5 separate regions of the Mus musculus genome follow, and all the other regions are linked to region 3. A link is a contact called in public HiChIP or PLAC-seq and promoter capture Hi-C data. All regions are on one chromosome and are shown on one strand. The core of a region is the stretch at or near the end of the contact, and the rest is flanking DNA. Distances in the headings are between cores, read along the strand shown.

Region 1 (3,480 bases), core at 259-2,758, 220 kb before region 3:
ACGCCTCCTGTTAACCTTGACATTAAAAGTTTTTTTTTTTTTTTTTTTTTTTTTTTATCAATCGATCCATTAATTGTGTGGGGGGTATTGTGTGCCACAGAGTCAGTATGGAGGTCCTGTGGGAGCAGAAGTTGGTTTTCTCCTGTCATATGAGTTCTAGGTTTACACAACCGAGCCATCGCAATAAGCCATCTATATGTGTGTATAAATGTGCATATACATGTATACATGTGTCTACACACAAGTGTGTGTATATATATGTGTGTGTGTATGTATGTGTATATATATATGTATATGTATATATATGTGTGTGTGTGTGTGTATATATATGTATGTATATACACACACATACAGGTTCTCACGGTTCAAACTCTATAATCCTGGCTACTCTTCAATTCTCAGCAAGCCTTCATTCTCAACTTCCCAAGTGATGGGATTACAAGCACGCCTTTAATCCCAGCACTTGGGAGGCAGAGGCAGGCAGATTTATGGGTTCAAGGCCATGGTCTACAGAGTGAGTTCCAGGACAGTCAGGGATACACAGAGAAACCCTGTCTCAAAAAACCAAAAAAAAAAAAAAAAAAAAAAAAAAAAGGTGCTTCAATTTTCAATTTCTGTAAGTGCTACACACACAGTGCCTGGACTGCAAGTACTGGGAGGCACCTAAGCCACAGAAAGAACTTAGATTTGAGCTCAGAACCTACTTTGTGTTTTTTCTCTCTCTCTTAGCCTTGGCTTTTTTTTTTTTTTTTCCCAAATGGAGAGGATAAGCTGTCTTAATTATCACTTGTTTCGTTTCAAAACCAGAAATGCTCGGGACTTGTAGTTTATTCCTGTGGCGTTGGTGATTGAAACGAGGGCCTTGTGCACAGTTTAGCTACATCTTCAGTCAAAAAAGGAAACCGAAGCCAAATTAATACTTTTTTTTGGTGTTTTGTTTTCTGTTTGTTTTTTTCTTGCAGTGCTGGGGATCGAAGTCAGAGTTTCTATCTCAGCTCTATCTCTACATTTTCAAACGTTGTTTATGCCTGCAAAACCTTGACAACGCACAATAATCCTGTACTTATTGCTGAAATATTTCAGAACTTTGGAGACAGGCTGGCAATCATTTTACCTTAAAAAACGGTCACGGGAGAACCTTACTCGTGAAGAGTTGCCACTGGCTAGCATGTCATAAAAGGGCCGAGGAAGAAAGGAAAGAAAAACTAGAAGAGACGTTTCGATGGAAACACGCAGTCCAGGAGGCCTCCTCTCATTCTGATTTCCTATTGGGTAAGCTTTCCATCAATCTCATTTGTAAATAAACCGCGGACGGAAGCAGATTGCGGGGAAAGGGCGGGCTCTTCCTGTCGTCACTGCCAGGATTGGCGTTGCTAGGAGGTGTGGCTCCTAGGGGCGCGGGAGGGCGGAGCGCGCGAGGCCCCGCCTGCTCCACGGGTGGGGGTGGGGGCGGGTCTCGCAGCCGATTGGCTGCCGGCGCTGCCCGTTCGGAGACAGTTGCTGAGGAGGGGCACGCGAGGAGGAGGCGGTGTGAGGCATCCATGGCGGGAGGAATCAAAGTGTCGGTGTGGTCGGCGGTTGGTCCAGGGCCCCGGTGCTGGGGGGCCGGGGGCGGCGGCGGCGCCACATGGCTGCTCTTGGTCGTCGCCGGCTGCGTGGTCTGCGGCTCAGGTACCACCCGGGCAGCGGCTGCCCAGGGGTCGGGCGCGAGGGCGTTAAATGTGGAAAAGTGGTTTCTTATCCCGAGGGTGCGGCCCGTTACTCGGAGCAGCTCGGGACGCTGAGTGAGACGCTCCAGGGACGGTCCGCACTGACGGGTCCCGGGCCGCCCTCCGGACAGCTCGGGTCGGGCGGAGGCCTGAGCCTTCCCCAGGAAGGGAGGCCTGGGCTGGTTGACACCCTTTAGGGGGGAAACCACGGAGGGGCTCCGAGGTGCTGCTAGGTCTCTTGAATTTCTGAGTTAAAACGGATTTCTGGGTTTCGCCCTGAAATAGGTCAGGAGAAAGCAAACGCCCCACTCATTCAGTTTACTAAAAACACCCCAGGGATGGATCTGTCTCGGTACAGTGGAATAGAGTTCACCTGAATGTTTTTCAAGACAGGGTCTCTCAGGGTAGCCCCTGGCTGTTCTGGAACTCACACCTTAGACCGGGCCGGCCTGGAGTTGAGAGACCCACCTGCCTCTGCCTCCTGTGTGCTGGGATTAAAGGTGTGTGCCACCACTGGCCTCCTGTTAAGATCCTCCTCCCAAATAGCTCCGGAGAACACACCTGGAGTCATTATACTCCAGTTGCCCAGGAAAGATAAGAGGCCATCCGCTTAAGCGGGACGTAGTTCCTAAGTTTATTCATTCTTTCAAGCACATTCATTTTGTACTTTCTGCTGGACAGTCAACTCCGGACTAGGTAAGAAACTTATTTTGTGATCCCGACCAGAAAAAAAAAAAATTAAAAGTTGATAAGAAATCGTGTTTTCCCTCCCTTGTTAAATAGTGGCCGGGAAAATAAGTGATGTTTGCCAACATCCACTGGAGGGAGTAGCAACTCCAGAGAATAAAGACAGCCAAGGCGTGTAAGCACACATCCACTCTCATACTGCCCCCTTCCGTTCCTGCCTGCCTGTCACTTGCTCTCACTTGTGGCTTTAAGATCAACACCCATAAATATATTGTTCAAGAGGGACTGGAGACTTCTTTTGGGAAGAGAGTATATGTCCAGGAAAGATTCTTTTCCGGATCAGGGCCTAAAAGCCTAGAACAGGATTTGGAAGGACTGTCACCTGAATAAACTGTCAAAATGGGGCCTCGGGGTGTGAGGACATAAGGAGATACTAAGCACAGTCAGCAGTTCCTTTGAGATTTCCTTTACAGGACACTGGGGATTGAAACGGAAAGCAAAAAGCCAGGCATAGTGGCTCAGAACTTTACTCCCAGCACTTGGGAGGCCAAGGGAGACAGATCTCTCCAGTTCGAAGATAGCCTGGTTGGTCTACGTAGTGAGTTCCAGGACAACCGGAGCTACCTACACCTGGAAACAAATAAGCAAATAATAAAATAACTTAAAAAAAAAAAGTGCCGGGCGTGATCGTGCACGCCTTTAATCCCAGCACTTGGGAGGCAGAGGCAGACAAATCTCTGAGTTCAAGGCCAGCCTGGATTACAGAGTGAGTTCCAGGACAGCCAGGGCTACACAGAGAAACCCTGTCTGGAAAAACCAACCAACCAACAACAACAAAAGTAACCTAAAGCACACTTTTCTGCTTGCTTGCTTCCCTTCCTCCTTTCATTGAGACAGGGTCTCACTGTGTCGTGCAGGCTGCTTTGCAACTCATGTGTAACTCTGACCTGTAACTCAGGCTCCCCCTGCTTCATCCTCCAGGATTCTGGGTTTACAGAGCGTCACCAAAGGTTCCAAGGTTTCTTCTAGGAAGGGAGGCTCGGGGGCTTCCTAATGTGGAGAAAATTCACCTCCAGGAGCAAGT
Region 2 (3,539 bases), core at 59-2,558, 160 kb after region 3:
GCCAACCCACTGTTGGGATTACAGACATGGGCCATGAACCCTAGCTCTTTTCGAATTTTGAGGGAACTGGAGTTAATGGTTCAGCAGTCAGAACACTGGGTGCTCTTAAAGACATAGGTTCTATTCCCAGAACCTACATGGTTCACATGATCTAGTTTCAAAGGATCTCAGGCCCTATTTTTGACCTCTGTGTGGGAATCAGGCACACACACGGTACACATACATAATTGTTGACAGAATACTTACATCACCTCGGGAAAAAATGGAAATTTGAAACAGGGAAGTTGCCCACACTACCAAGTTGTCCCAGCTCCTTCAGCTGAGATTACAAGCCTGTGACACTACACCAGACTAATTTTCATTTCCCTGACAGGTGGTAAAGTTCTTAACATCAGGCAATTGGATCTGGACTATACAGCCAACATCACCAATTAGTCTGCACTGACATCAATATCAAAAGAAAAAAGCCTGTAATACCAGCACATAAGAGACTGAAGCAGGATTACTCTAAAAACCTGATGTCCTAATAGTGGCTCATTGGTCTACCTCTGCCCTAATCCGTCAGTTTTTGATAAGCAGAGATTGTTCTTGGCTACTAACCCCATTTAACCCAGGGCATTGTATACAAAACCAGTCAAAGGATTTTCAAATAGATCCTTAACCACCTCATCTGAACTCACGCAAGGAGACAGCGAATTAATCTAGAAACTTCCCTCCTCGCCTCCCCCAGGGCGCCAATGTCTCCAAGCAGGGGGGAGAGGCGCGCCCCTAAAGGCAAAGAGGCAAAAGCAGCTCCTCCGCTAAAGGAGCCCAGGCGGGATCCGGACAATCAGAAAAACAGCGAGTGGTCCAGGCTTTAAGGACGAAGCCGTTTTTCCACGGATGCAACCGGCGTTGCCGGGCGTGGTGGCTTTGGCACAGGACTGCAATCCCGGACTCGGGCGACTGAACTCGAGGCCAACCTGGGTTTGCGGCAGGCACCCCTGTCTAAGACAAAACAATCCCCACACATCGCCTTGGGGTCTGCTGTATACGCCGCAGCGTCCCACCGCCTTCCAGGGCGGCCCCTACGTCTCTCGGGGAGATCGCCCGCGAGCGTGCTCAGGCGGTTGGCGGCCAACGGCTTGCTAACGCGAGACCGGAGCCCGGGAAGACAGGCGCGAACGGGGCAGCCGGAGGGTCGAGGGGAGGGGCGGGCGCGGGAAGGATCGCGAAGGAGCCGGGAGGCCCCGCCCCTTCCGTAGAGATCTCTAGAAAACCGCGCAGAGCCTGGAAACGGCGATTGCGCACGCGCGGCGGCCGGCCCGGGCATTTTGCTGCGTCACCAGCCGCCGCCCGGCCTCGCCACCCCTCGCGCGCACGCACGCTCCTTCTCCGTCCTCGCGCCCCTTTTCCTACACTTTCCTTCTCTCCCGGGTTGAGGGAGCCGCTCTCCGCGCGGTGCATTCTGGGCATCGAGGCCGAGCCCGCCGCCGCCGTCGCCTAAGAGGAGCGAGGAGAGGCCGCGACCGGGCAGAGACCGCCGGAGTCGCCGCCGGAGAGGAGTCGACTCGCCAGCCGCCGCCAGCGAGGCCCGCCCACCCGTTTGTCTGGCCCTCTGCCCCGTTCACCATGTGAGTGCGACATCCCGCCGACGGAAGGTCGTCCCGGAGCGGAGCGAGGCCGCGCCGGGAGCCCCGGCTGCCGGGAAACGGCCCCTCGCCCTCCCCCCACCCTCGGCCCTTCGCCTTTCTCCCCGCCCGCGCTGGTGGCAGCCCTGCCGTGGGGTGGGAGGGCCTGCATCCTTGTTCCTGTTACCGTTGGAGGACATTTTTCCTCCAGATGTCCGTTTCCCCACCTCCAGATCGACCCCCGGATTCCTCGTGCCAGAAATCCCACTTTTCTTCCCTAGACAGCCTGGCTCTCTCGGAACTCTGGGAACTTAGCCTTAGGCCCTAAACTCGTGTGTGAGCTTTCCGCCATGAGGGCGCCGGGAGCCGTGGAGTCCTGCCGCTCGGTGCTGATGCCCGGACCCGGCAGGACCGGGCTGAGAGCATTTGTGGGTGCCGCCGTAAGCCGGTGCTACCGGTAGGGCACCACGCGGCCCTCGGCGGCAGGCACTGCTAGGCAACTAGAGGGGGCCATGCCGTCACCACAACGAAACTTCCCGTTCCCACATCTCGGGTCTCTTGAAAATGGTGAACGCTAGCAAATGCGGTCACCTCCTTGGCAGCGAGTAATAGTTACTATGGAGCAGGTAGTTCTGCACGTGTCTAGTCACAAGATACTTGTGGACTCTTTTCTTCTCTGTACCTCAATAAACTTTGGGTGGCATTTCGTCATGCTCTTTGTATGCGGAGGTGAAACAGGTATAAAATGACCATCTCACTTGCCTGAAGGTCTTAATTTGTTTATATGGAGGTTACAGATTCTTTTAATCTAAGAATTTTTGCCCTTATTTTTCTAGCCTGGACAACTTTCAAATATGAGAGAATTGAATTACAGTACTTGAGGGTGGTGTGGGTGGCTGCTATGCACAGCACTAAAAGTTACGGATTGTAGTTGAAAAAAAAAGTTTAACGATTGTACAAGTTTAAGTTTTAACTGCTTGCTTGAATGGCTAAAAATCTAAATTGATAGACGATGTCCTAGAGCCAATTAGTGGCTGAGAAACAGGTCCTAGAAGAAGACCATGTAGTACTAGAAAATGTGTAAAGAAATTTGGAGGAGTCCCCCATAAAAACAAAGATATGTAGCAGGTTTTACATTTTAGTGTTTCATTATAGTAATTTTATTCATGTGTGTGCCCTCCCCCCACCCCCTCGTGTTCCTGGAGGTAAGAGGACAGTCTGTGGGGAAACAATTTAAGTTGTCAGGTAGAGAAACGGAGAGCCTTCACTTGCTTAGCCATCTCACCAGCATGGATTTAAATTTTACCTTTGAGATGTTAAGAAAAAGCTCTTGTGTGTGACTGACCTGTATTCTGATGTCATGTTGGCTTCTTAGGACAAGTTTATGTAAAAACTTTTTGATATTTTCCAAACTGTACGGGGAAAATGAATTGCTAGGTAAAACATAATCAATTTAGTAGATAAACATAGCCAAACGAAACATCTTTTCATCCAGAAGTAGCAATTTAGGAGGTAGAGAGACTGCGCAGTGATTAACAGCACTGGCTACCCTTGCTGAGAACCCAAGTTCTATTACCAGAACCAACTGCCTGCTGAGAGCAGAGGTGTTAGTTCTGAATCTGGAGTTAGAGGCAGTTGTGAGCCACCCTGCTTGGGTGCTCTTGTAGAAGCAAGAGCAGTGTGGTGTGGATGTTTTGTCTGTATGTTTGTGTATCATCTGCACTGCTAGAGGCCAGGCCTGAAGAGAATGTTGGATACCCTGGAGCTAGAGGTTTGTGAATCACCATGTGGGTGCTGGGGCTAGAACCCTGGGTCCTCTGGAAGAGCAGCCAGCGCTTTTAACCCTTGAGCCATCTTTCCAACCTTTGTGTGTGTGGGTGCTCTTGTTTGTTTTTGTCTGTTTTGATTTTTAGGTTTTTTTTTTTTTTT
Region 3 (3,210 bases), core at 122-2,621:
CTCAGATCAGAGCTATCCATTCCCTAACTCCCCTCAATGCTGTGTCTTAGTTCCTGGCTTCTCTTGCCGTCGTCTGCTGTTCCATCTGTCCTTGACCCCATACCTTCTAATCATTTTGACTTCTTCTCCCCTCTCCTCTTGCACATCCAGCTAGCCACAGTGTCGCATGCTGTGTTAGTCCCTCCCTTGCTCTGTCGCATTTCTTGCCTTCAGTCTCTCCAGCTCATCAAACTACCTAAAATATGCCTGGTGCTGGGGATACAAGGAAAGGAACCTTCCCCAAGATCCCTTTCCTGAGGGAGCTGATGAGCCCTCAGGACTGGGCTCCTACAATGGCCAGGTCACCAGCCCATAGGATGGATGGAATACTAGGTTAGTTTCCAATATGGAGATTTCTTGCTGCTAACTTGAATATCACCCGCCCAACAACCACCAAGGTTCCGGTTGGTTTTGGGTGTTTTGTTTGTTTGAGGCAGGATCTCTTGTATCCCAGATTGGCCTCTAGCTAGATATGTAGCAGAGGATGACCTTTGAACTCCAGATCCTCCCATTTCTACCTCGCAACTGCTGAAACAAATGTGCAGAACCACACCCAGCTGTTTGAGGCTCTCTACTTTTTAGAAGTTGAAACTCATACCTCCAGCCTCCTCTAGAGAGACTCTGGAGTCAGCACTGTGGAGTCACACCCAGCCTGGAAAAACCCTGTATTTTTTATCATTTGTCATGATGGAAACTCACCATCTCCAGAGAAGTCGGTCATGGTGGCACCTGCCTGAAATCCCAGTGCCTGGTAGAGGCAGAGGACTGTCACCCATTTTAAGTCACCTTGGCAAGTTCAGGCCAAGCCAGCCAGGGCTGTTAGGGATACTGTCTCAACAACTAAACTAAAGAAAATACATTAATTAAAGCTCTCTAAGGGCTGATGAGCTGGTATTCATTCCTACTGGAATTCAGTCCTCGAAATTCAGCTTTTGTTCGCTTTGTATTAATGATTTCATCTTTTTTTTTTCAGGTAATAAAAATTAAATTTGTTGACAAGCTTAAATGCACGGAAGAGGGTTTTTGATCCCTAGGCAGAAGGTAAAACTGGGATAGGATTTTCTTAAAGAGAGCTCAGATCAGATCTAAGCCCTTCTTTGCCTCCCGTGCCCCTTCCCAGAATGCACTTGAGTTCCCATGACTATGAATATCCCCATTTTTGGATCCCTCTCCTGAAAGGTCTAGAGGAGAGATGGAGAGGCCAGGGCAGTGGCTTTGTCAGAGTGACACACTGCAGGTTGGACTTGAATTTCTTGCATCTGAGCTAATTGCTGTGGCAATGCAGCCACCTATAAAATTACAGAGTGGCTCACCCAGATGCCCGTATCTGTTGCAAGTCTCAGAAGCTCTCCTTTCCTGTGGGTTCCTGTGGGCTGCCTGCTGGGCTCTGAGGATCAGCCTATCCTACCATCTCCTGGGTCCATCCTCAGACATCAGCTCCCATGGCGGCCCTCACAGACTTTGCTTTTATGTACCGCTGGTTCAAAAATTGCAATCTGGTTAAAAACCTCTCTGAGAAGTATGTCTTCATCACTGGCTGTGACTCCGGCTTTGGGAACCTGTTGGCCAAACAACTGGTTGATAGGGGCATGAAAGTGCTTGCTGCCTGCCTCACTGAGGAGGGGGCTCAGAAACTCCTGCAGGACACCTCCCACCAGCTGCAGACCTTCCTCCTAGATGTCACCAAGTCGGAGAACGTCAAGGAAGCAGCCCAGTGGGTGAGGGACCAAGTGGGCGAGCAAGGTGGGGTGTATTCTTGGATATTCTTCTCTCTCTCTCTCTCTGTGTGTGTGTGTGTGTGTGTGTGTGTGTGTGTGTGTGTGTGTGTGTGAGACCCTGATGTCCAAATGGGGATGGGAAGATGAAATAGGAACAGGCTGGAAGGCTCTAGTCCAGTAGAATCTGGTTTGGCCAGCTGACGACGAAGAAACACCCTGAGGAAATTTCCTCCATCTAAGGCAACAACTTGAAAGTTCTGAATACCCAAACCTCTAAAGTGTTTTAGAGACTTCAGGAGTCCCACTATTGGCTCCATATTTCTTGGCCAGCTCAGGCTAGGGATAATCATATAGATGCAAAAGGTGGAAATCTATGGGTGTGACAGGCAGGTCTCTTCTGTACGTCACATACACACATATCCCATAGATGTTGTTGCCTTTGGCAGGAGCTTGTTCCCACCGGGAAAGGAGCCTGTGCTGGGGACTATACCAAGAATGTCTGGGGACTTGCATGCAGGCTGTAGACACTAGATTGCTTACTTATGAGTACAAAAACTGGGAGAAGTAATGGCTCCTAAAAAGTCAAAGCCAGACCTCTGCCCAGGTCAGGCCAACAACTCTAGCTCTTCACTGATTTTCTCTTTAACATTTTACTTTTTTTAAAAAAAGTTATTGTTATGATTGATGTGTGTGTGTGTGTGTGTGTGTGTGTGTGTGTGTGTGTGTACCATGCATGAGGAGGTCAGAAGAAAGCATTGGCTCTGTGGATCTGGAGTCACAGAAAAAGAAAAGACAGTATGAAAAATGTGCGTATGAGTGAGCCAGAGGATAACTTTTGGAAGTCATTTCTCAATTCCCACCATGTGAGCCCTGGGGATGGAACGCAGGTCTTCAGGCTTGTGCCTCAGGACTTTCTGCTGAGCTGTCCTGCTGGCCCTCTCTTTCTTTATCATGTCTTCTCTGCTGAGTTAAGATTCCTAAGAGTGGACTTTGTGTCTCTTCTACTCACCCCAAGTCCTGAGTACCGACCGAGGAGGAAACCTAGCACCTAAGAAGGTACTTAGCAGATATTTTCTGAATGAATTAGCTAATGAATAACTTGGCAGGGGTGAGCCTCTTCCACCACACTGCTGTCCCAGCCTGTTTCCTGAATACAGCCTCCTCCATCCGGCCTCTTGTGTTCATTACTCACTGGGCGGTCTCCTGTAGCTGCTGCAACAAATTCATGCAAATGAATAGGTTAGACAACACATATTTATTACCTCATAATTCCTGAAGGAATAAATCCAAAAATGATTCTCGAGACTCAAGGTCCCAGCAGATCTTTGCTCATCTGGGGGACTCTAGGGCAGAGCTCACGTCCAGGTTTCCCACCTTCAGAGGCTACCTACATTCCGACAGAGGAGAAAATGAGGCTCCCCGAGCCTCAGGTCCTGATGCATCAGTGATCTAC
Region 4 (3,605 bases), core at 158-2,657, 190 kb before region 3:
TTCCCTGCCAGGTTGCTTCAAAGACTCTGTGTGTGTGTGTGTATGTGTGTGTGTGTGTGTGCTCTCATGTGTGCACGCATGTGATGTGTACTCGCACACGCAGGTGGGAGAGACAGACAAAGACTGGATCTTACTTTGTACTTCAGGCTGGTCTGTGGTTCATTGTGCAGCCCAGGTTGATCTCAAACTTATGGCAATCCTCCTGCCTTGGCCTCCTGAATACTGTGATTACAGGCATAAGCCACCTCGGATGGCTACTTGCCTTTAATCTGAGAAATATGGGCTAATAGTACTATCCACTTCATGGGCTATTATAACTGTCAAGTTACAGTGTTTAGAGCTCTGTCTGTCCTGTGATGAACACTGCGTGTTTTCTAGAGACTGCTATCATCAGTATTCATGTGGTGCCCTAGGTATTTAGGAAGTTACTGGAGCTTGGGGAAACAAAATGAAGGAGAAAGAAGCCTGGATGCCTTCCTTGCCCTGTATGCTGTTCTCGTTCTTCCCCTAGGTTCAGAGAAGCCAGAGAGTGAGGGAATGTGTTGTACTCCTTCTAGGGAGTGGCACTGACCATTGTACTACTTCTGCTGCCCTGCCCACTCAGTCTGCTTGAGGAGAGCTTTTATTTCCTGCAGGAACACCTGCCACATGCTTGCAGCATGTGGCCCAGCCCAGCTCTCCCTGCCCCCAACCCTCAGAGTCCTCCCTGGAGCACTCTCCTTCCCCACTCCCACCAGCTACTAAAAAATGGGGTGTGTCTCTTTGGGCAAAGTCCATGCCAGAAGATGATAGGTATGGTATAAACTGTGAAGATTTTACAACTAAAGACGGAAGCAGGGGAGATAATGAGAGACCTCACAGTTGAGAAAGCCTACCCACTCCCATTTTCCACGGGCAGCTCTGACCTTTTGTTTACATTGCTGATCTCATCACTTTATCCAACATCTAAAAATGAAGTCACTGTGGTAATGGCAAGAAAGAGAGACCTCTTGGAGATGGGAATTGTAGAGGGATTAGGTGACTGAGACAGGGGTTGGATATAAGCACTGGAGCAAGGGGCCAGAGAGAGCGCCCCCCTCAGGAGGGAGGAGGGAGAGCACCTTGAATACCTGGCTGCAGAACAAAGCTTGGCTCACCCTTCTTCCAGCTTTCTCCTTTAAGCACAATTCTGCTCCCCTTCCCCTCAGGTGGGCAGACAGAGGTAGTCCTATCTGATGCCCATCTCACCCTCTACCCCGGGTTCCTCCACCTCCCTGGATGGCCAGGTTGGTCCAGAGACCCTTCTAGTCAGAGGGCTCTCCTGTAGGCCCTTATGCCTCCTTGCCCTCCCACCATGACTTAACTCTTAAGCTGAGCCATCAGCAGCAATTTACAGTGTTCACTCCTAGGACCCTCTAGCCTCTTGGCATGCCTCTCCTGGAAGGTCCCGTGGGGGTGGAAGACCTCATCCTCCTGGAGCCCCTAGATGAGGAGTCTCTGATCAAGAACCTCCAACTCCGTTATGAAAACAAAGAGATTTATGTGAGCTTGCCATGGGAGCCAGGCTGTGGGGGTACCCAGGGGGTTCCAGTATTCCTCCTGCCAGGCTCATCTGTCTCACCCTCCTTCTGACCCCAGACATACATTGGGAATGTGGTGATCTCAATGAACCCCTACGAGCAGCTTCCCATCTATGGACCAGAGTTCATTGCCAAATACCGGGACTATACTTTCTATGAGCTGAAGCCTCACATGTGAGTAAAGGGAACCAGAGGAGGGCTGACAAATGTCCATGAAGCATCCTCCTCTCCCCCTCCCCGGTCTTTCCCCAAAGGAGCTCCTCCAGCATCCCTCTTCCCCTGAGAATCCTTCCTAGACTCAGTTCTTGTCTGATCTGGATCACACGGGGAGGGTGGATGAACCCAGCGCTAAGGATTGGAAGATGATGCCCTTGGGCTGGCCTCACATTGACCACTGACCACTTCCTTCCCACAAGCTATGCTTTGGCAAATGTGGCCTACCAGTCACTGAAGGATCGGGACCGGGACCAGTGTATCCTCATCACAGGCGAGAGTGGAGCTGGCAAGACTGGTGAGGAGGCTCAAGGCTTGGGAGAGACCAGAGATGGTGTCTGGAGTCACCTCCTTATCTCTCCAAGCCAGGCCTGTCCCTGTCCTCTGTCCCCATTACTTCCTCTCTGGTTTTTCTTCCTTATTTTCTTTTTTAGGATTTTTACATTTTTTCTGTCTATATGTATATGACTGAGTGTGTGTATATATTTGCACCACAGACATGCGGGTACCTGCAGAAGGCAAAAGAGGCTGTCAGATCCTCTGGAACTGGAGTTGCAGGTGGTTTTGAGCCACCCAATGTGGGTGCTGGGAACTGAACCTAGGTCTTCTACAAGAGCCTCAAGTAACACATGGCAGTATTTGTGCATGCCCTCAGTCCCAGCACTCTATTTGTGCATGCCCTCAGTCCCAGCACTCTATTTGTGCATGCCCTCAGTCCCAGCACTCTATTTGTGCATGCCCTCAGTCCCAGCACTCTATTTGTGCATGCCCTCAGTCCCAGCACTCTATTTGTGCATGCCCTCAGTCCCAGCACTCAGGAGGCAGCAGCAGGAGGATCTCTGAGTTTGAGGCCAGGCTGGTCTACAGAGCAAGTCCCAGGACAGCCAGGGCTACCCAGAGACAACATCTCCAAAAACCAAGTGCACACGCACACGCACACTCACACACATACATTTGCGTGCACACACACAGAGCAGCAAGTGTTCTTAACCACTCCAGCCCAGTCCCTGTTTTTCTTACTGTTAGTGATGTGGTGTCAGAGCTAAATGGGATGGGAGTGAGCGTGCCCTGGCTGGGGACTCTGTGATAGTTAAGGAGGTAGAAGCGGTTGTGTCCTGGTCAAGGACTCTGATAGTTAACGGTGGGAGGGGGAGGGGGAGGGGGAGTGTCCTGACTCACTCAGAGTTTCTCCTGCACAGAGGCGAGTAAGCTAGTGATGTCCTACGTGGCTGCTGTCTGTGGGAAAGGAGAGCAGGTGAACTCTGTGAAGGAGCAGCTGCTTCAGTCAAACCCAGTGCTGGAAGGTGAGCCGCTACTCTCTACTCTCTTTATCCCCAGAGTCCCTTAGCCTTAGTAGACCCTCTTCCAAAATTGTGGTTTCCCTTCAGCATAAAAGCTACCATTGGTCAGCAGACTGGAAGGAGCTGTGCCCTCAGGTCTTTCCTCCTCTGGGCTCCAACTCTTGGGAGCTTCGGCCCCTCACTTTCTCTTTCTTCCCGTCCACAGCATTTGGCAATGCCAAGACCATCCGCAATAACAACTCCTCTCGATTTGTGAGTGAACACATCTGCCCCGGAGGAGTATGGGGCGGGTGTGGGGGTGGGGTGGGGTGGGGTGGGCAGGAAGAACTCGGAGGTGGGACTGAAAGTAAGAAGGGCAGAACAAAGCTCTCCCACAGGTGTGTGTGTTGGGGGAGAAAGACAGCCAAGGCTTTCTCTGGTCTCTCCATGCAGGGAAAGTACATGGACATCGAGTTTGACTTCAAAGGGTCCCCCCTGGGCGGTGTCATCACCAACTGTATGTGTCCCCCTCTCATAAGCCTCACCAACACTC
Region 5 (3,603 bases), core at 255-2,754, 150 kb before region 3:
AGACAACTATGTAAGCCCACATCAACAGGCAGTGGCGCCTGCTCTCCGTCTGCCTTTGCCTCCGAAGCCGGCAGGCTGTCAGGATATTGAACACTGCGATGAGAAGAAAAGGCAGTAGGAAGCCCAGGATGGTGGCCGACAGGGCCACTGCCAGGGCCCAGGCGCTGTACGTTTCAAAAGGTGCTAGGAAGAGGCACATGGGCTCGGAGCCATCCAACAGCTGGATGTGCACCACCTCCGGCAGTGGGATAATGGCGGAGAGGACCCAGACGCCTGCGCACACGGCCCTCCGTATTCGGTGCTGGTGGCGCTGCCAGGAGGGAGAGGTGTTGGTGAGGGTGACGTAGCGGTCAATGCTGAGGCACGTCAGGAAGAAGATGCTGCTGTACATGTTGACAAGGTAGAAATAATGAATGAAGCGACAGGAGAAGCTGCCCCAGAGCCAAGTGTACTCCAGCATGACCTCCAGCATCCAAACAGGCAGAGACAGGATGATGCCCAGGTCTGCGATGGCCATGTTGAGGATGTACAGGTTCAGCATCCCCACCCGGCCTGAACGGCGGCAGTTGACACATATCACCAGGACGTTCTCTACTAAGCCTACCACGAAGATGGCCAGGTAGAAGACGAAGAGGACCACGTGTTTGGTGTTCTCGTTGAATTCTATGTGGCAATCGGTAAAGGTCTGGTTGAAGAGGTGGAGCAGCTCTGTCCAGTTGTGGATGTCTCTAAAATCATTGTCCGGTTCCAAGGTGGAGACGGGCCTGGGGCTGGGTATGACTGACATGAGGGCCAACTTGGGTCTGTTGGACAGAAGAGAGGGTTGGAAAAGAAGAAAGAGAGAGAGAGTCCCTGAGAAGGCAGCCTCTGTCTGCCCCCATACCTCCAACTAAAAGGCCTCAGGGGCCTGGGGGAACTCTCTGGCTGAGGGAAGGTGAGAAAAGCATGTTTAGGACTCAGATTATGTCTGCGTTAGTTTGACCCAAGAACAGACATTTTGTAGGAAAATTGGTGTTACTTGTACCCAACAAGGTTTCTTCCCAGCAATTCCAGCTTACTAGCATCCCCAGTGGTCTCTAATTCTGATTCCCTCTTGAGATTTTACTAATTTAGTGCAATCTCCATTAGGGGTTCCTGTTCTGCCTTGCTATTTGGTCATAGGTTTGGGATACACAGACACACAGACAGACACCCACCCACCCCTCACACCTCTGAGCTGCCCCTGGGAAAATCTTTGGATCCCATGGGAAAGCCATTTGTCTCCAGTCCCTGACTGTCATCTTCCCAGGGAGAGTTCAGCACTCACCTGGATTTCTCTTGGGAGCACCTGTCCCGGGGAGCCTGTGGATGGGGCTGTTAGTGCCAGGAGGCTGCAGAGGCAGCTTTGCGGAGCAGGCGCTGCTGCTGGCTCCAGGCAGCTCTGCTTGCCTGCAGGAAGTAGCTGTCACTTGCTGAGGCTCTGTGGGAGAGGGCTGGGGTTTTTCCTGTATCCTCCCAATCCAGTCAAAGGGGACGGACATCCGAGAGACTGACAGTGTGTGTATGTGTCAGGGGTGGGAGTGGGGAGATGGCCAAGCTGCGAGCATTGAAACCCAGACTCAGTAGCCGTACAGATTAGCCTCCTTAAGTCTCGGTTCTTCTCACCTCTGCAAAATGGGGCAACCAAAAAAACAAAAACAAAACAAACAAAAAACCAAAAAACCCAACAACAACAACAACAACAACAAATAAAACAAGATCTCATGGCAAATTTCTTTTTTCTTTGTTTTTATTTTTTTAAAGTTTATTTTATGTGTGTGAGTTTATTTTGCCCACATGTACATACAAGTAACACATTTGTGCCTGGTCACCGAGGAAGTCAGAGGAAGTCTGATCTCTTGCAACTGTAGCTGTGGATGGTTGTGAGCCATCACGTGGGAGCTGGGAACCAAACCCAGGTCCTCCGCAAGAGCAACAAGTGCTCTTAACTGTCTCTCCAGCCCCCGGGGCCAATTTCTTATATGAATACAGAAATGCATGCTTTCATTTCTCTTGATGGCTTAGAGTCTCTCTCCCGTGTGTGTCTGCAGTGACAAGGACAAAACCACACTGCAGTCACTCCGGGCTTCAATGTGTCCCCTTTCATGGTTACAACCCCCTGCCCCACCCCCACCCCCAGAACTTCCATTTTGGAATCAAAGGTCTGCTGATGTGGGGAGCTTCTCAACATGTTGGGGCCCAGAGTTCGGCTGTTTTACACCAGGCACATGGCACACGGCTGACCGTCTGGACCTGAATCTGCATTTGGTAGGATGTACAGACAAGGGTGTGCCAACTGCAAGGGATTAAAGATATGACTGAGATCCTCATAACAATATTAGCCATTTTAAAGATTTCCTATTTGTTTGTTTGCTTGTTTGTTTGTTTTTTGTGTGTGTATGAATGTGTAAGTGTGTGTTGTGTATGCCTTGTGTATGCTAAGAGTCCAGAAGAGGGTGTTAGATCCCTGGAGCCAGAGTTACAGGCAGTTGTGAGTCACTCCATACGGGTATTGGAAACCAAATTCAGGTCCTCTGAAAGAGCAGCAAATGTTCCTAGATGCTTAGCCATCTCTCCAGCCCCCAAATTCTCTGAACAGCTCAATGGCATTTCAGCACATGTTGTGCAGGCTAGCTGACGCAAACTAGCCTCAACAGAGAAAATGCCTCCATAAGATCTGGTTCTAAGACATTTTCTGAATTAGTGACCAGTGGGGAAGGACTCAGCCCATGGTGGGTGGGTGGTGCCATCCCCAGGCTGGTGGTCCTGAGTTCTATAAGAAAGCAGGCTGAGCAAGTCCTGATGAACAAGCCAGGAAGCAGCGCCCCTCCATAGCCTCTGCTCTGCACCAGCTCCTGCCTCCAGGTTCCAGCCCTGTTTGAGTTCCTGTCCTGACTTCCTTCAGTGATGAACTAGAGAAACATAAGCCAAAGAAACCTTTTCCTCCCTAAGTTGCTTGTGGTCATGATGTCAGCAAAAGAAAGTCAAGACATTTTTTGGGTCTTCTTCTTTCCCTCATTTTCCCACTCCCTCTCCCCACCCCCCGCCTCGTGTGTGTGTGTGTGTGTGTGTGTGTGTGTGTGTGTGTGTGTGTGTGCGCGCGCGTGTGCACGTGCAGGTGTGTCTGCAGAGGCCAGAGATCAGTGTCAACTGTGTCAACTATCTCTATTGCTCTTCATTTTATTTACTTACATGTTTTTAAAGGCTTTATTTCTAACTGTAGGTGTTTGCATGTCTGTGCATGTACATGCTACATGTTTGGGAGGGCCCCTGAAGCCCAGAAGAGGGTTTCAGATCCCCTGGGGCTGGAGTTCCATGTGGCTGTGAGCCACTCCACGTGGATGTGTCCAACCCATCTCAGGTCCCCTGGAAGAACATTGGGCTCTCTCAACTGATGAGCCATCTCTCCAACCTTGCCCCATTTGTTTGTTTGCTTGTTTATATTTTTTTACTTTTGACAGTGTAGTTAGTTCACTGGACTTGTACCTCTCCTCTCATATGAGCAGCAAGTCCCTGGCATCCTCCTGTCTCTGCTTTCCCCCAGCACTTGAGATACAGGTAAACTCAGGCCCCACGGCTTCCTTC

What was found. HiChIP or PLAC-seq counts read pairs in DNA pulled down with a chosen protein or histone mark. Capture Hi-C pulls out chosen DNA fragments and counts their contacts.
Region 1: an H3K4me3 HiChIP or PLAC-seq map of embryonic stem cells shows a contact between it and region 3, with 34 read pairs. The contact joins the promoter of Nemp1 here to the promoter of Sdr9c7 in region 3. A contact is called at or near these places in 10 of 39 promoter capture datasets (3T3-L1-derived adipocytes, the HPC-7 cell line, cranial neural crest and 6 more), 1 of 484 Hi-C or Micro-C datasets (embryonic stem cells), 11 of 115 datasets of contacts at active chromatin or transcription factors (embryonic stem cells, hepatocytes, intestinal crypt epithelium and 3 more) and 3 of 9 other capture datasets (adipose tissue, liver and pancreatic islet).
Region 2: a contact with region 3 is called in an H3K27ac HiChIP or PLAC-seq map of embryonic stem cells, with 6 read pairs. The contact joins the promoter of Ptges3 here to the promoter of Sdr9c7 in region 3. A contact is called at or near these places in 2 of 39 promoter capture datasets (both in liver) and 1 of 115 datasets of contacts at active chromatin or transcription factors (embryonic stem cells).
Region 4: a contact with region 3 is called in a promoter capture Hi-C map of adipose tissue. The contact joins the promoter of Myo1a here to the promoter of Sdr9c7 in region 3. A contact is called at or near these places in 13 of 39 promoter capture datasets (the C10 cell line, the HPC-7 cell line, cranial neural crest and 8 more), 1 of 484 Hi-C or Micro-C datasets (embryonic stem cells), 6 of 115 datasets of contacts at active chromatin or transcription factors (embryonic stem cells, intestinal villus epithelium and trophoblast stem cells) and 3 of 9 other capture datasets (adipose tissue, liver and pancreatic islet).
Region 5: a promoter capture Hi-C map of pancreatic islet shows a contact between it and region 3. The contact joins the promoter of Gpr182 here to the promoter of Sdr9c7 in region 3. A contact is called at or near these places in 19 of 39 promoter capture datasets (the C10 cell line, the HPC-7 cell line, the SN4741 cell line and 10 more), 1 of 15 datasets of contacts at CTCF or cohesin (embryonic stem cells), 7 of 484 Hi-C or Micro-C datasets (Sertoli cells, bone marrow-derived macrophages, embryonic fibroblasts and 3 more), 22 of 115 datasets of contacts at active chromatin or transcription factors (bone marrow-derived macrophages, cardiomyocytes, craniofacial prominence and 11 more) and 4 of 9 other capture datasets (adipose tissue, embryonic stem cells, liver and 1 more).

The regions. Positions count from the first base shown.
Region 1 is chr10:127,675,557-127,679,036 of GRCm38.p6, forward strand. Nemp1 (nuclear envelope integral membrane protein 1) reads left to right here and starts at 1,509. Exons shown (of 9, transcript NM_001113211.1): 1 at 1,509-1,671. The coding sequence starts at 1,542. Gm16230 (a long non-coding RNA gene) reads right to left here and starts at 1,203. Exons shown (of 4, transcript XR_872178.1): 1 at 1,115-1,203.
Region 2 is chr10:128,057,674-128,061,212 of GRCm38.p6, forward strand. It overlaps Ptges3 (prostaglandin E synthase 3), which reads left to right and starts at 1,309. Exons shown (of 8, transcript NM_019766.4): 1 at 1,309-1,613. The coding sequence starts at 1,612.
Region 3 is chr10:127,897,164-127,900,373 of GRCm38.p6, forward strand. It overlaps Sdr9c7 (4short chain dehydrogenase/reductase family 9C, member 7), which reads left to right and starts at 1,372. Exons shown (of 4, transcript NM_027301.3): 1 at 1,372-1,782. The coding sequence starts at 1,482.
Region 4 is chr10:127,703,849-127,707,453 of GRCm38.p6, forward strand. It overlaps Myo1a (myosin IA), which reads left to right and starts at 1,408. Exons shown (of 27, transcript NM_001081219.2): 1 at 1,408-1,521; 2 at 1,618-1,733; 3 at 1,976-2,070; 4 at 2,972-3,076; 5 at 3,279-3,325; 6 at 3,506-3,569. The coding sequence starts at 1,408.
Region 5 is chr10:127,750,294-127,753,896 of GRCm38.p6, forward strand. It overlaps Gpr182 (G protein-coupled receptor 182), which reads right to left and starts at 1,505. Exons shown (of 2, transcript NM_007412.2): 1 at 1,307-1,505; 2 at 1-803. The coding sequence starts at 787.